2 separate regions of the Sorghum bicolor genome follow, and region 2 is linked to region 1. A link is a contact called in public HiCAR-type data. All regions are on one chromosome and are shown on one strand. Each heading gives the region's core, a stretch centred on a gene start, on an enhancer-like site or on the middle of the called end of the contact. The rest is flanking DNA. Distances are from core to core; before and after follow the strand shown. Region 1 holds the start of LOC8054103 (dihydrolipoyllysine-residue acetyltransferase component 5 of pyruvate dehydrogenase complex, chloroplastic). Region 2 holds the start of LOC8054107 (leucine-rich repeat receptor-like kinase protein FLORAL ORGAN NUMBER1).

Evidence for each region. HiCAR-type assays count read pairs that join an accessible place to other places.
Region 2: a contact with region 1 is called in a HiCAR-type map of leaf, with 2.6 times the contacts expected there. The contact joins the promoter of LOC8054107 here to the promoter of LOC8054103 in region 1. A contact is called at or near these places in 1 of 4 Hi-C or Micro-C datasets (leaf) and 1 of 1 datasets of contacts at active chromatin or transcription factors (leaf).

Annotation. Positions count from the first base shown.
Region 1 is chr8:6,383,795-6,389,129 of Sorghum_bicolor_NCBIv3, forward strand. It overlaps LOC8054103 (dihydrolipoyllysine-residue acetyltransferase component 5 of pyruvate dehydrogenase complex, chloroplastic), which reads right to left and starts at 3,438. Exons shown (of 6, transcript XM_002442888.2): 1 at 2,427-3,438; 2 at 2,143-2,334; 3 at 1,970-2,057. The coding sequence starts at 3,263. LOC8054104 (probable leucine-rich repeat receptor-like protein kinase At2g33170) reads right to left here. Exons shown (of 2, transcript XM_002442889.2): 2 at 4,434-5,016. The coding sequence ends at 4,709.
Region 2 is chr8:6,459,047-6,464,370 of Sorghum_bicolor_NCBIv3, forward strand. LOC8054107 (leucine-rich repeat receptor-like kinase protein FLORAL ORGAN NUMBER1) reads right to left here and starts at 3,441. Exons shown (of 4, transcript XM_021446289.1): 1 at 2,979-3,441; 2 at 2,423-2,520; 3 at 1-2,221. The coding sequence starts at 458. It overlaps LOC8054108 (probable WRKY transcription factor 70), which reads left to right and starts at 3,614. Exons shown (of 3, transcript XM_002441885.2): 1 at 3,614-4,050; 2 at 4,203-4,310; 3 at 4,469-5,324. The coding sequence starts at 3,767. The coding sequence ends at 5,081.

The DNA.
Region 1 (5,335 bases), core at 2,188-4,687:
GACAATCAAATGAATCCCATACATGATATCATCGGTATGCTGTATACTGGCCAGGGCTCGAGGAATTTCTTATCTCATTGCCTTTGTGCTAGAAAGAAACTAAGAGTTCTAGTTCGAGGTTGGTTTTATTTCTGTCTAATTAAGAGCGCACTGATTTTCTAAGTTTTGGCTTTTGCGTGAGTGAGGTTCGTATTGTATGGGTTTCAAACCCCTTTTTCTTCTTAATTATATAATGATATGCTGCTCTCCTGAGTGGTCAAGAAAAAATTGGCATGCTGGATGTTCCATTTACTCTAAAGGGCATACAGAAGAGGGAGCATTTGCAAAGAAACTAGGAGGAAGCATTATACTGTACAAAAGTATCAGCAAACAATATAGTGCATAGCACTTTATTTATTTAATGGAAAAAGTAAATTTTGCTAAAATACAACAACCATATATATCTAATTTCTGAAAGTAAATCATGGCATCGTTTGTAAACCTCTTTCCAGTGAAAATACAACAACACACACTGCAGCAAAGAGACACGGATTTTCAGGTGAAACTCTGGGGCAAGGTATAGGAATTTTAAACTAGAAACAAAACAAAGGAAATAGTTACACTTATCTATATAACATAAGGCTTAAATGCTCCAAAAAACTTTGTGAATTTGTTAAAGCCGGTATAAATCATTTCAGTGTTTTTGTGGTCTACCCTCCATATTCATATTAACAACTATATATCTACTCCGGAAAGTTTTGATCTGCTGTGAGGAGGCTCAGTACTCCAAGACAATCATAGCTAATTATCAGTCCATTACCTTCGATGCATAAAGCCAAAAAAATAGTAATAAAATGCATGTTGCTGGGCCACATCAAAATCTTGTGTAAACTAACAATTAATTTGATGCTATCTTAGTTTTCTTAACCTTACAAGTGAGATGAGATATCTCAGTGCATAACCTTCACAAAAGATAGTTCTAGTATTGAGCATGAGTTGACAGCAGCATATTACTCTATATATATACTCATGAACTGAAGTTAACTGATTATTATTTAGCCAAACTCCTAGATTATATTATCAGAAGTCCATATCCAAGAAACGCACAGAAGTCACAGCTAGGAGAAACACTTCTGGCCTACAGACTTAATAAATTGTGATAGGAGAATTGAAATTGATTAGACTAGAAACATAAAGAAAACTTGAACATTGCTAATAAGTTATCCAAATTAGACCATCATAATGGATATCATAGTATTACAAGATACAGAAATTATGATTAATAAAGAGCACGATCCTTAACATTAATACCAATCACCATGCTCTATAACCTATATGTTTACCAGGTACAAAATATTGTCAAAGTAAAATGCTTATGACAACATGCATATACACATATATTCAGGTAGTCATAAGAAATTTATAGCAGTCAATTCCTTCTTATCCACATGAAGAGAATTGCACTTGTATCAAGTAATGAACAGGAAGCATCAGAGCTGAATTAGGCAATCATTTGCTGTGATATAAAATAGTCCAAGACAGCTCCAGATCTCCAATTCATAGAAAGGTGCAGAAGAGCAATATACATATAGCTTAAGAATCAGGGCGACCTACTACAGAGCTACAGAGGGGACCTACACCTTTCTATGCATGACTGATTGACTGAAGTAAGTTACGAAATGAAACTGTATTTAGTGTTAATACAGATAATGAAGGATTGCATATGGATCCTGGTAATTGTACAGTTTGTTAGGGTGTCATAGCTGATGAGTCACAAAGCATACAAACACACAGGATTGCACCATTTTTTGACCGTATGGCTAATATAGCAAGGTTAAATGGTATCAAAGAAATATCTAGTATCCACTACATTCTTTTATTCAGCCGCCATAAAAGTTCATCTCTATAAGTATACTGTCTTATTCAGAACATTAGAAAAGATGCACAACGTGCTACATATTCAGATTTGTGTAATGAGGCAAAGAAATACCAGAGTTGTACTCATGAGGCTGCAACTGCTTTGCTCGTGCCTTATCAACCAACTCCTTCCATTTCCTTGACAATGAATAAATGTCAAGCTGCCAAAAACAAAAGTTAGTAACCATTTATTTAAACAAATGATCAAAAATATCAACATTCATTGTGCGTGGTAAAGTGTTTGACCTTATCAGCATCTTGAAGAACCGGTGTAATCAACCCACCATCTATGGCCACTGCCACAGCAATGTTGATACTACTGTTGTATGTGAAGCTCTTCCCATCCCTGCAGCTGGAGTTGACTACAGGATGCTGAACCAGAGCCATTGCCGTCGCCTTAGCCAATAGTGCTGACATTGTAACCCCCTTTGACTTAATCTGTTAAAAAAAAAAGAAGAAAAAACTTACCCCTTTATCCAATCATCAAATTCATAAGACGATGGTCCTAAACATTGTGAAAAGATGCTCACTTTTTTGTAGAGCTGATCAAGAGCATCAGTCGTGATGGTGTACCCGACCCTGAATGTCGGGACGGCAAGGCTCTCCACCATGTTCTTGCTGACAGCACCCTGCATTGTCGTGAATGGTACCGTCGATCCCAATGGCACATCCGGCCGTGCAGCAGTCGCTGGTACGGCCTTCTTGGGCGCAGCAAGCGCAGACTCGACATCCTTGGCCACAATTCGCCCGCCGGGGCCTGACCCCGTGACCGAGAAAAGATCAACGCCGAGGTCCTTGGCGAGCTTCTTGGCGTAGGGCGAAGCAACAACGCGCCCCCCGCCTTGTGCTGCTGGCGAAGGCGGCGCGGGAGCAGAGACTGCCACCGGCGCTGGGGTAGGAGGTGGCGGCGGCGGAAGGGACTCTTCTTGAGCAGCAGTTTCTTGCGGAGGCGGCGGCGAGGGGGAGCTGGAGGAGAAGGAGGCGGCCTGCGACTGGGCGACCGGGATCTCCTCCTCGGACTCGGCGAGGAGCGCGATGGCGGAGCCGACGGGCGCGGACTCGCCGGCGGGGACGAGGACGGCGGCGAGGAAGCCGTCGTGGAAGGTCTCGACGTCCATGTCGGCCTTGTCGGACTCGACGACGACGACGGGGTCGCCCTTGGCGAGTCGGTCGCCCTCGGCGGCGGTCCAGGAGACGATCTTGCCCTCGGTCATGGTGGAGCTGAGCGCCGGCATGAAGATCTCCCGGATCTTGGCCTCGACACGGCATCGGCGGCGGGACGAGGACGGCCCCGGCGCGCCCGCGCGGCGGCGCAGCGCGGACGCCGAGGGGAGAAGCGTCGACTGGAGGTTGAGGAGGCCGGCCATTGCGGGGTGGCGGGGGAGGGGGAGGGAAAGGGAGCGTGGCGGGGAGGATTTGAGAGGAGTCTGATGAGATGGTGGTGGCTTGGCTGCTGCTGTTGTTGCAGCTGGCGGGGCGCTGCTGCCTTGGGAGTATCGGAGGCGCGGCGGATTAGCCGAGGACGACGAGGGGTGCAAAGGTTTGGGCTCGTCGCACCTGCTGCTTTGGGGATTGCTCCAACAAGCCCAACGTTTCCGCCAGTACTTTTTACCATTTTTTTTTCTTGACACTGAGGTACCTACGGAGTACATTGTTTTTCATTTTAAACAAGAAACATTTTTATTTTATTTAATTAAAAATATCAATACAGTATTGAGGTTACTTATAGGCTTATAGCTTATTATTATGCACTTCTATGTTTTTTTTTGAAGAAATATGTTTTCTTTATGCTGATTTCTTCTCCATTTGTGCTGTTGGCAATTTTTATTGGAGTGGACTTACTTTTATTCAGAATAATGTAGGAAGGATGCAAAGGGACTATATGTTTTATCTTTGCAGGATATTCTTTATTGTAAAATTTGAGCTTATCTGCCGAATCTGTCAACCATTCAGTAGTGTTTTTCTCTCACAACAAACCAGCGAACAGTACTTTTAGTCATGACTTATCAGCCAAGCAAACACGTGATTTTCTTGCATCTTATTTCTCTATATGGAATATCTAGTTTCCTTGAAATTTTCCTTAGACTAAAGCATTACAAAAGTAACCGTTTCTCTTAAAAATTGATACAGCTCATATACAAATTATTATGTGACACATAAACCTTTAAATAAGCAAAATAAAATGGAAATGTTGAGATATTCACATTGTTATAAAGTAATGCAAATTGAAGCACAAGAACAAAATAGTTTGACAAAAAACAATGGGTTCTGAGAGGAACTAGGAGGGTTTTCATTTGGAAGAAAATATGCACCCAACTTTGAGTTGAAGATGACTCAACCTGAGGAACTAGGATGCATGAGGAGGCCTTTCGTCCAAACCAGAAAAAAAAATATAAATATTTTCACGCAATGAAGATTAAATGTCGCACATTAGACAGCAGCATTAGCTTTTCGGGACGTGTTCGACTCTTTTAGTTAAACTACATATGGTTAATGCAAAAGATTGGTTGAACTAGTCTACATTGCAAAACGATGGATGATCTCTTATGAAAACACATACCCATAACCTTTAAGCTTCGCTCATAACCATCTCTGCATGTTACAGCATAGAAACCATATTACCACTCACTGCAAAGCAGATACCTATTACCCAATTCATCAAACATACAACAATCTACCATAAGCTAGGGTTCTATCTTCTATGGAACTATACAAGGACAGCCTGTATACTGATTACTGACATCCACAAACTAAACTAAGCTGAAACTCCAGCCGAGATTTATCTATGATTTTGTAGCAGTCTGCTGCTGATTCACTTTGCATTGAAGAGCATCCTCAAGACGTTGCGCATCTTTGGCCGAGCGTCCGGAGAGAGTACAACACAAGAGAGAGCGATGTTCAGGACTGACAGCATCTGGCTATGAACAGCAATTGAAGTTCCTGAGACCCTGGTGTCAAGGATCTGCTCCCTTTGATCAGGTCTGCCTGAAAGACTGAGAGCCCACTTGGCTAACTCAGTGCCATCACTGACAGATGGTTTTCCTGTCAGCAGCTCCAGTAAAATGACTCCAAAGCTATAAACATTGCCAGCCATCGTTAACCTCATAGTGTATGCATACTCTGCAATCAAATTTGACACAATTTTAGTATATGATCACTTGAGGATTTCAGAAACAAATGAACTAAAGTTCTGACTACTTGTTAAATCCATCCAGAATCAGGAATGACGTTTCTAATCAGACTTTTAGGAAGCAAAGACATAATTAGTTGGTACAGGCACAAGCAGATTTGTGGGCTAACTAGAACAGAATTTGAGGGTATGGTCCAACAGGTTCACAACACTCAAACAAATTACTTGATAATTGATTAAAGAGTTCATGATCAACTAGAAACAATTACATCAAGAAACAGTTTCAGAATAAGCTTAAAACTGTGATGC
Region 2 (5,324 bases), core at 2,191-4,690, 75 kb after region 1:
TGAGACAACTGGTTGTGGCTCAGATTGAGTGACAGCAAACCTTCCTTCATGCGGCAAGAAGTGTCAGAGAATTTGTCCCCCAAATTGGTAAAGGAGTTTCTTGAGAGATCAAGGGACAGCAAGGTGTCAAGAAGGCATAAGGAGGAAAAGATGGAGGTGTCCGATATGCCGTAGTTGGACAAAGTGATGTTGGTCACCACCATGGAAGAACCAGACCCAGAGCACGAACAGGCAACTCCAACCCAGAGGCACATATTTGTGCTGAAGCCCCAACTGTCACCCACAACCCTTGAGAGATTCTTCATGATGGCCTCCTGTGTCTTGTTAGGCGGTACGGAACACGGCACATCCACGGTGGCCACCGACTTACTGGGAAACAAGAACAAGAAGAGGTGTGCTAGTAGCAGCAAGAAGCAGTTGAGGTCACGGAGACAGTACCTCTTGTACACCATGGCCATCTGATTGAAACCTTCTTGGCTTCTTGTGCCTCAGACTCCACTTGAATGCTTGCTTCGCCTCCTGTTGATCTTCACCACCGGCTCTAGCAAGGAAAAAGAACAAGAGGGTACTCTTTCATCTAGAAAGGGGTTTTGGGTAACTTTTTCAGTTGGGTGTGCTCGGAAGTGGTTTCCTTGGGTTTGGTTCTTCAGGGTGCTTGAAAGAGAAACTGAGCACGCGCTATGGCTGTCAAGTCTTACTTTATAGTCACTTTTTTAGTAACATATTATAAGTGAATAACACAGTGGATGTCAAATCTAACCATTCAACTTTTATTTTATACCTAACTAGGGCCACATGTTTGGATTCATTAACAGTAATAATTAGCTACTAAAATTAGTACTTGTGGATCCAAAAGGTCCTGCTAATAAACCTACTAATTATTATAGGATTGCTAACTATTAGTTCCATTATCCAACCACCTATTAGCAGGTGGATCCAAACAACCTCTACTAAAAATTACCTAGCTAAAATTAGCAGCTATTATATTAGCTCGCTAACTTTTAGTGTCCATGGATCAAACAGGCCATTACTCAAAATATCATTGTCAGTCAAAGTTGAAGCAACAATTTCTTGAGTGGTCTCCTTCGGCCCCTCAGTTGGGTCCAGGGTTGACTGACTGACTGACGTACTGCACCAATCTGTTCCTGATGTGTGAGACAGCGAGAACCACAGAGCAAATCCGGTCTACAGAGTAGTGAGTACTGACTAGTGGCTATATGCAAGATCGTCTAATGAGTACTGCCTATACGTAGACCGACTTGTATATATGCATCAGGTCGTCGTTTTCGCTTACCTGAGGTAGACGGCGAGCACGCACAGGCACACATCACGGCACCGGGAAGCTTCACCCTCCCATCATCTGGCCGGCGATCGATCCCACCGGATCTTCCCTTGCTTCAGCAGGCGGCCACCCTGGACGCTGCGTAGAGGGCCATATCGAGCACCCGGCACTGGTGCGTTGGTAATGGCGGCGCCGCCGGCGAAGTCCAAACCATATGATCTGCTGTTGATTTTTTTCTTTTTTTTTTTGAGAAAAAGGATCTGCTTTCGATCTGGTTTGCCCCTCGCGGCGCCCCTGGCCCATAACGCGGCGCGCCCGATCTGTGATCCATTCTGGGCGCGTTTGGTTTCCTTGTAAGCCCAGCCCAGCCTGGCCCGTAGGTTTGGTAAATTGTCTCAAAAAAAAAGTTGTTTGGTAAATCTTTGCTCCAAAAAAAAATGTTTGTGGTAAATCAAATCATCGAAACAAGTCTGTAATCGTGGGTAAGGCATTAGTTTACTCTGTACATGCAAAATACATACATTAGGTAAAACTCCTGTGTTGCCACCTCCTGGGTTCTGGCCTGGTACACAGGTACACAAGGCAAAAAAAATCCTAGCATTTCTCTCTCTTTTTTTCTTTTAAATCAAGCAGAAATGCATTTCTTCCTTCTGCACTAGCACATTACCTCTGCACTTCTTCAGCCTTCAGGTACTCAACTAGCCAAGCATGACAAAATTGCTGATTTCGTTACTTGGATCCTGAAGCAAAGGTCCTATCATCATTAGCATCTGCAGTATTACCCAATGCACATTGCCAGTCTTTTCTAAATGGCCGGTCATTTTTTTTTACTTCCTTTTTTGAACGAAGTGGTTTGTGTCATCTGTACGACTGTACCCAGTGCACATTACCCAAGCGAGGTGGTTTTGTGTCCTCTGTACATTCCAAGTGTAGAATCACCTGAACCATCGGCCCATCAAATCCATGCAAGGTTGACAGTTAGATGAACGAGGAGTGTTCAAAAATGTTAAAATCCATTTTATCACAGAAAAAAATGCATACAAAATGTTAAAATCTAGCATCAGAAATCACTGCCGAGTTGAAGTGTTAATGAACAAGTGCTACTACATGTTCAGCAATCTCTGAGCTGCTAGGACGTACCTTTTCTGAATTTCTGGAGAAGACCTTTTCCCATGATGGCTAGACTTGCCTTTGTTTGCTGACAGGGCATGCAGCAAATTCCCCACTCACCACCTCCTCTGCAGCAGCCGTGTTTTGTTCAGTGGACTGTGGACATGTTCAGCATAACTGATTTTTTTTTTCAACAACTTTCTATATTCTGCAAACATCATGTGTGGTGTGGTCCAACAAAAGGACATAAAATCTATTCTATCTTATATAGTGTCTACAAGATTCAAACTCTTGGTGCTATTTTTAATCAGCTACCAAAGCAGCAAGCAATATGCATCCTCACCTGCTAATGGCTCAGCATCGGTTCATCCCTTTGTAAAAAGCTGTAGGTTTCATACGTGGAAGAAGTGGTTCTACAAAAGTGGTAGTACATCTAAAGATACAATCATTATTCAGACCCAGCCTAGCTGCTATCTCAACCTCCTGAAGCTGCACAAATGGAGGCCACGCCGTCGATTAGGAATCTCGGTCGTGTTGGACTAGACCCCCCCAAATCGAGCTAAGTGCTACAGAATCTTCTTCTTACCTTGGCCTTCCCATGGTGAATGAAGGTTCCAACAACCTTCGTTCTTCCCTGCGGTGCGGTCGGATGAGAGAGCCACAGGTACGGTCGGTCGCCATCACCAAGCTTTCCGGCCGCCGGATGCCACGTACGCCACCAAGGACGGTGGTGCCGGAATCGGCGCCGCTGCAGTGAATGACGCCGGTCGCCGGGACCGAGAGAGAGAATAGTGCGCTGCCATCCCTCCCTGCACGACGCTAGCGCCTACGATTGGACGGCTATCCTGACAAAACAATTGGAAGTAGGGCCCTCGCCTCCCCTCCCACAATTGCATTGCTTCATCCGCCCACCGCGCACGCAGTCGATCGAGCATCACCATGGTGACGTCGCGTCCGAGACGTCACCTGCGTGTCGTCGTCCCCGTCGCCGTCCCCCCTCTCTTTCCACGATGCTTCCCCCCTCGCCGCTGCTGCTGGCTGGCTGGCTGGCTGGCTGGCGCCGCACATGCCCACCCGCCTAAAGAAGCTTAAATTTCACCGGGCCCGCCGCGTAGAAAACCAAAACCAGCCACTCCGTCCGTGGACGCCATCCACCGTAGACTCGCGCGCCCCCCTCCCTCTGCTTCCATAAATGCCAGCACCTACCTCGACCCTCGAGGGGTTTCTTCCTTGCTTGCTTTGCTGCTTGCTGCTGCCTCCAGTGAGTCATCACTGAGCTGTGAGCTGTGAGCTGTGGACCTGTGGTGGTCGTGTCGTGATCTTCTTCTTCTTCATCTTCTTCTTCCCTCTTGCTGGTTCGGTTGCTGTGTGGCCATGGCAGCGGCGGCGCCGTACGCGCGGGTGATGGAGGACATGGTGAAGGGGCGGGAGTACGCGACGCAGCTGCAGGCGCTGCTCCGGGACTCGCCGGAAGCCGGCCGCCTCCTGGACCGGATCCTCCACGCCATGTCCCGCACCATCGACACGGCCAAGGCCGCCGCCGCCGAGGAGGAGGAGGCGTCCGAGGTGCAGAGCGACGTCACCTGCGCCGGCACTGCCGGCAGTAGCAAGCGGAAGGCCGCTGGTGGAGGGGACAAGAGGGCCTCCTGTCGGAAGAGGTGAGCCACAGGCCTTCGCCGCCGAGTCCTCTTCTCTTGATCTAAAAATAGTTTTTTTTTTCTTTTTTCGCGATCGGGCCAAGCACGTACAGTATGATCTAAAAAAATAGTTTGCTGATTTTGTGCAAACCACTGCCGGATGTGTGTTGTAGAGGCCAGCAAGGATCATCGGTTGTGACGAAGAACATCAAGGATTTGGAGGATGGGCACTCATGGCGAAAGTACGGACAGAAGGAGATACAAAACTCAAAGTACCCAAAGTACGTTTCTACACCTATTAGATCAATCATTGTTAATCAAATCAAATATGGCAACCAACCCAACCTATGCATATGAGATGATGATCCTTTTCTTGGCACGAATTTCTGATTCCTTTTCATTTATTTGGTCGATGATCGATGATGCTCGGCGTGCGCAGGGCCTACTTCCGGTGCACGCACAAGTACGACCAGCAGTGCGTGGCGCAGCGGCAGGTGCAGCGCCGCGACGACGACCCGGACACCTACACCGTCACCTACATCGGCATGCACACCTGCCGTGACCCGGCCACCGCCGTCGCGTCGCTCGTCGTGCACGCGGCCGGCGTCACCGGCGACGACCTCCACCACCACGCGGGGTCCCGCCTCATCAGCTTCGCCGCCGCCAACAACAACGCCAGCGCGGCGACGACCAGCACCACCACCACCGGGAACACCACCAACCAACAACTGGCGGTCCTGCAGCCCCTGAAGCTGGAGTGCGGCGGCGGCGGCGAGCAGGAGGAGGTGCTGAGCAGCCTCACCCCGGCGGGGAGCTCGGCGGCCGCGGAGGCGATGCGGAACGGGAACGCCGCGGCGGCGGCGGCGACGACGACAGGGCCGGAGCCGGACCAGGGGGACGTGACGTCTGGCCTGCAGCTGCAGCAGTTCTACGGCGCCGGCGATGACCTTGCGTACATGGCGCGCTTCAGCTACGATGACACGTTCGATCTCGAGGACATTGTTGTGTTCGGAGCTCCGGATTCGATCACGGACATTTATGCTGATGAGTAGACCAAGGAATCGGAAGAAGATGGTGGAGCAGGACAGGTTGATGGATCGACGCGTATATACTGTGCGAAATTAAAATAATGGCTGCGCGGATCGCAATTCGCAATGCATAGTTTAGTTTGTATATATGAGTAGTAGCTGTTATCTACTCTGTTGTAAGATTATGTTGTAAGATTATGTTAAGAGTTTGTTCATTAGCTACTAGGAGCAGAACTGAAGAAGCTTTTGGTTGGCCTTCTACGAGAA